Regions from separate parts of the Mus musculus genome. Here region 1 is linked to region 2. A link is a contact called in public HiChIP or PLAC-seq data. All regions are on one chromosome and are shown on one strand. Each heading gives the region's core, a stretch centred on a gene start, on an enhancer-like site or on the middle of the called end of the contact. The rest is flanking DNA. Distances are from core to core; before and after follow the strand shown.

What was found. HiChIP or PLAC-seq counts read pairs in DNA pulled down with a chosen protein or histone mark.
Region 1: an H3K27ac HiChIP or PLAC-seq map of heart atrium shows a contact between it and region 2, with 5 read pairs. The contact joins two enhancer-like sites. A contact is called at or near these places in 12 of 484 Hi-C or Micro-C datasets (LSK cells, Th1 cells, bone marrow-derived macrophages and 9 more), 5 of 115 datasets of contacts at active chromatin or transcription factors (bone marrow-derived macrophages, embryonic stem cells, heart atrium and 2 more) and 4 of 9 other capture datasets (adipose tissue, embryonic stem cells, liver and 1 more).

What each region holds. Positions count from the first base shown.
Region 1 is chr16:91,863,767-91,866,466 of GRCm38.p6, reverse strand. All of the region lies in intron 26 of Itsn1 (intersectin 1 (SH3 domain protein 1A)), which reads right to left. Among named protein-coding and RNA genes, the nearest start is that of Gm52262, 39 kb to the left of the region's middle. Within about 2 kb of position 1,381, at least 74 of the 459 cell types and tissues checked have an H3K27ac peak or open chromatin away from gene starts, as enhancers often do. A contact at or near this core is called in heart atrium, where this site is marked.
Region 2 is chr16:91,785,371-91,788,070 of GRCm38.p6, reverse strand. The region is part of intron 4 of Itsn1 (intersectin 1 (SH3 domain protein 1A)); the gene reads right to left. Among named protein-coding and RNA genes, the nearest start is that of Itsn1, 57 kb to the right of the region's middle. Within about 2 kb of position 1,445, at least 22 of the 459 cell types and tissues checked have an H3K27ac peak or open chromatin away from gene starts, as enhancers often do. A contact at or near this core is called in heart atrium, where this site is marked.

The sequences.
Region 1 (2,700 bases), core at 132-2,631, 78 kb before region 2:
GCTCTGTGAATCTGCCAGTAACTACTGCCTTTGCTGGTGCCCTGCCACGTGGCTCCCAGCAGCGCTTCTCCCTCACCTCTGCTGCTTTACAAGGGCAGATCACAGACCTCCTCGCTATTCTCCACTGTGCTCCCATGCTGAGACTCTCCATACAGGACAATGCTGGGCATGTGTGAGGTCTAGAGACATTCCACACTGCTCTCAGGTAATGTATCAGGAGAGCAGGGGCTAACATACATGCTTCTTTAAGGATCGGGGCCAATCACGTAATGTAGAAACAAACATTCATGGAGAGTCTGAGCCACACCATCAGCACTGACTAGGAAGCAGCTCATGGTGTGAACATGAGGCCAACCCTGAGTTCAGAGGAAAGTGCAGAGCTACAGGCTGCAAGGGCCCCACAGGCCTTTGGGAGAAGTGAGATGTGGCTAACCCCTGAGGAACTGGAGGTCAGTGGGAAGGAGTGTCATGGCCCATGGCGCTAAGGCCCAAGGCCCAGGAGATTGGTTGTCTCAGACAAACAGCCAAGTGAGGCTGGACGAGACATGTTGCTGCAAAGGCAGGAAGAGATATGGTTGGGGGGAAACCTCACAGGCATGACAAAGAAAGACAATGGGAGTCTTGAGAATACTCTGGACAGCAGAGGGACACATGGACCAGGGGATGAGCACCAGGGCACAGCTGCACAGATGGCTGGCTGGACTGAGTAGCTGTCTCCATATCCATCATGGCCACGTTCCAAAGCAGGGCAGAAGCCAGGACTGGCGACACAAGTCTGCAACCCTACCACTCGAGGCTGGAGGATTTCCAGTGAGAGTTCCCCCCTGGATGACATAGTAAGACCCTCAAAGGAAGGCCTTTAATCTCAGATGTTTGTGACTTTGAGGCCAGCCCAGCCTACACAGTGAGGACCAGGCCAGTCAAGGCTATGTCTTAAAAAAAGAAAAAAAAAAAAAAAGAAAAGAAAAGAAAAATAAAGAAACACTATAGGTTCCCAGTACTCTCACATACAGAGTAGAATGCATTTCGGGGACTTAGGACTGGATTCCTCAACAAGCCACTGCTCCTGGCCAGCACCTCTGGACGGGCTCTCCTGCCCCAGACAGCTCTGCTCCCTGCCTAAGCTGACCGTCAGTTACACTGCATGCTGCGGCTCTCGTTTGGGCCAAGAGCACGTCTGTCCTCATGTGTCCAGCATGGGTCCTCCTTCCTCACTCGGCATAGGCCTTACACAGCCGGGAGCAGGGAACTTTGTGCAGCAGGGAGCCGCAGTCAGCAATTCTTCCTGCCTGAGGAGTCTCAGCTCTAACCACCCTGTTCTCGCCACTCCATGGTCACACCCACCCTCTGTCTTAGACTTATCTGTCTCTCACACCACCCCTCTCAGAGCCTCAGTAGCTAATGTGATAGGCAGGCCACAGGCACATGACAGCAGTTATCATGGGCTCACTCTCTAGGGTCACTGTGTTCTGACAAAGGGCTGCTATGAGTTATTAGTCCACACTTGGGGACCCCCTGTGGTATGCAGCAGCAGGCCCCAGCACTTGGGTCTAAAGGAGGAACATTGTATGCTTCTCTTGTATATAAAAGCAGACAGCTGGTGGGAAATGTAGCCCTCTGGCAGGCCCCTAAGAAACGTCTATGTGGTGAGCCACAGCCCACACTCTCCTTCATGAAGAAAGGGAGGGCCATGAATGAAGCTGGCCAGTGGAGTCTGCAGTCCCAAACTGGGGCTCACTACATTAAGAGGAAGGTGGAGGGGAGAAAGGAGGCACTTCTTGCTCGAGAGCCAGCAGGCCAGTCTCTTATGCTCCTACGTGTGTATCTGTGTGTATGGCTGGTTCTAGGATCCCTGAAGGTTCCAGAACATGAAGAAGTTCAGGTCTCATCTTCTCAAGTAACATCAGTGAGCAGTAACTCCTAAGAGGCAGAGCCCTGCTACAGAGTCAACTGTAGTCACTATAGAACCAGTTTCCAAAAAACAAAAAGAAACTTACTGAAAAGTAGCACTAACGGGAACAGTGCCCAGAACACGCACACGTTCTTCACATGGGTCCACCGACTGCTAACACCCAGTCCAGCCGCCATCTATGTGCTCTTGACTGCCCTTCCTAACCCCCACCACTTCCTCCCCCCATCATTTGTTCCTGAAACACTTGATCACCAGGCTCTTACGTCACAGTTCTTTAAAAAATATATATGTCTGTCTTACTATTTACGTGTATAGAATATGTATGTGGGTGCACAGAGGTCAAGAGAGGTCACCAGATCCCCCAGAGCTGAAGTTACAGCTGGTGTAAGCTGCCTGATATGGGCACTGAAAGCCTACCTCAGGTCTTAATTAATGAGCTATCTCTCCAGCCCCCTAATCATGGGTCCCAGTCTGTTGACAAAGCGTGGATGCTGTGCCTTTACTAAGTAGCATCCATTTGCCTCCACGGGTGATGGTCATTTTAATCACCTGATGAGGTGGTACCCTAGTTCTCAACTCTGTTATCACTGTATCCTTGCAAATAACAAGCATTTCTAGGGAGCCACGCAACACCATACACTTGTTCTTGTCCTTACATAAAACTCCCCTTAGATATATCCCACGGCCAGCCTAACTTGCTACCATGATGATACACAGACTCTCTTCTGCAGCATCTTTGTGTCTGGAAGTGAGAACTAAAGGAGGTGTCAGAACCGTGAATGAGTGAT
Region 2 (2,700 bases), core at 196-2,695:
AATTGTGGGTATGCATCTAAGCATGGTCATAAACACCAGTGTCCTTGGAGGCCAGAGGTGTCAGATCCCTTGGAGCTAGAACTATAGGCTGTTGAGAACAATCAACATGGGTGCTAGGAACTGAAATTCAGATCATCTCTGAAAAGCAGTTTGAGATTTCATGACCAGGAGAGCTGGTGGTAAGACCTCGGGCTACTGTGTAAGCTGCCTCCAAGACCCAGCTCCAGTACCTTTACTGAGTAACATGGCCAGGAGTTCAGCTTCTCAAGCCGAAATTTTAAAGCTACAATGAAGGGCAGCTTCCCAGTCTCACAGTCCTGTCCCCAGGCCAGAGTGTGCTTGTCATTACAGAGAGGATTCGGATGGGCTCTGACACAGGCCACCCCTGTGGCAGGGGGCTGAGGAGGGACAGAGTTCTGCTTCTGCAGCAGCTAACTGTCCTGTCCCACTCTTTCCTGCCTGTTCTTGGCTGCAGAGCTCATTTTAGCTCTGGATATACAGAGATGAGCAGAAAAGGGCATTCCAGGTAACTGGCTTCAGGACTCTTGATCTATAACTATTGGTGTTTAAGGACTGCTTGTGCCCCGACCGGATTTCCAGTGAAGACTGTGACTACGGAAAGCTCAGTTCTCTGAAGGAGTCAGGTCAGAGTGTTTAATGCCAGCCTATAACAATGGCCAAATGACACAGCTCCTAGAAATCCCTCTCAGAAAGGAGCGGGAAGGCAACTGAAATGCTTAGAATTATTTCCTCTTCACACTGGTGTTGAGAGGAAGAGAACAGAGCAGACAGAGCAAGCCCTATAACCTCTGCTACTTTGGAGGCTGAGGAAGAAAGACTAAAATTCAAGGAAATTGTAGGTGATGTAAGCAGGACTCTGCATCGAAATAAAAATTTGAAAGGTGTGGGATGGGTACGAGGGGCACATGTGAGTACTTATGTGTGCAGCATGCATCCAATCCCCAGCAACAACGTTTTCTGGTATTTTGTGTTTTCTTCCCTTGGGATAGGGTCACAGCTGTAGCTCACATGGCCTCTACCTCAGGACCCCTGATCTGTCTCCCAAGTGTCAGAACTACAGCCCAGCGCTAGCATGCCTAGTGCTAAAATTCTTCACAAATGAGACCTCGGAACTTGGTTGTATCATCGGCTAAGCAAAAGTCAGTGGACTCTGGAAGGCAGGCTCTAGAAACAGCCTTACTGCAGAGAAAGAGCACAACACACCAGGCTGTAGCCCAAGAGAAGCCTGCTACGAAGCAATCGGGTTCACACAAGGGCCTTGATTCAGACACACACCTGAGCTGGCACAGCCCCAGCACCTGCTTGTCGTGAACTCCCTGCTCATGGGCTTCCTCTCTCTCTAATCGACCAGCAGTTACAACTGCAACAGTGTCACAGAAGCGAGCTCACTTGTGGAAGGAAGACAAAGACTGGCTGGCAAAAGGCCTGACAGACAGAAAGATGGCAGACAGCCCAGTCCAGCATGGGACTCGGACGTTATTCTGAGTATGTGTCACAACAGTGTGCGTGTGTGTATGTGTGCACACATGTGTATCATGTGCACGAGCGTGCTGTTTCCAGTGTAAGCTTTACTTTTCCAGAACATGATTTTATGTAATGTTGGCACTTAGGAACTGTGCATGCTGAGGTCTGGAGTCGGAAAGCCACAGGTGGTATGTCAGCCTTTCCGGTGTCCGTGTGTTGGTCACTCAGGGGACAAGTACTCAGCTGGAAAGCCTAGTCATGTGGAAGGGCCATCTCTGATGCTAAGCCCTACCTTCCTGGGGTTTGTTTGCTGGCTTATTGAATAAGTGTCAACCCACACCTATGTCCTTCATGTATAATTTGTTTGCTAATCCACTCAATTTTATTTAAAAAACAAAAACACCCAGCCGGACGTGGTGGTGCATGCTTTTAGTTCCAGTACTTGGGAGGCAGAGGCAGGTGGATTTCTGAGTTCGAGGCCAGCATGGTCTACAAAGTGAGTTCCAGGACAGCCAGGGCTACACAGAGAAACCTGTCTCGAAAAACTCAAAAACAAACAAACAAAAACAAAACCCACAAATGCCAATTATTATGATTAAATACCGAAATCAAAAAAGTGCAAATATATGTTCCCTGTCACACAGACAGGAAGTGCTTTGGTTCCCAGTCACACAGACAGGAAGTGCTTTGGCCAGGACTACACATTCCGTGCTTTTATTTACTGCTAGCAGCCTCCATAACACCCACTCACCCAGGAGATGGAGTCACACAGTCCTGGTGGAAGCAACACAGAGAAAAATGTGACTTCTTTCAGATCAGTAGAATTCAGCACTGCCTCCCAAAGTTGGGAACCTAAAACCCAAAACCGTATCTGACAGCCTGTTTTACTCGAGATTGTGGCCAAACTCCTATTTGTGACAACAGTCAACACAGCATTGATCAAGTACACACTGTACCAATTCTCACACAATGAAAGATAAGGAATAGTTCCATTAGAGAGAAGAAACGGGGACATTCAAATTAACTGAATGATACACATGAAGCCAAAACAAATTAGTAGGAAACTCCTCAAATTCAGATATTTCAGTTACAATTTAACTTCTGCACTGCCACTTAATGTTTGCCCTAGGCTAGACCTGCATGCTCTCTTTCTACCGAAGAAACCAAACTTCCAAATAAATAGAACAGAACAGGGCTTTGCTTTATAGTCTGCTT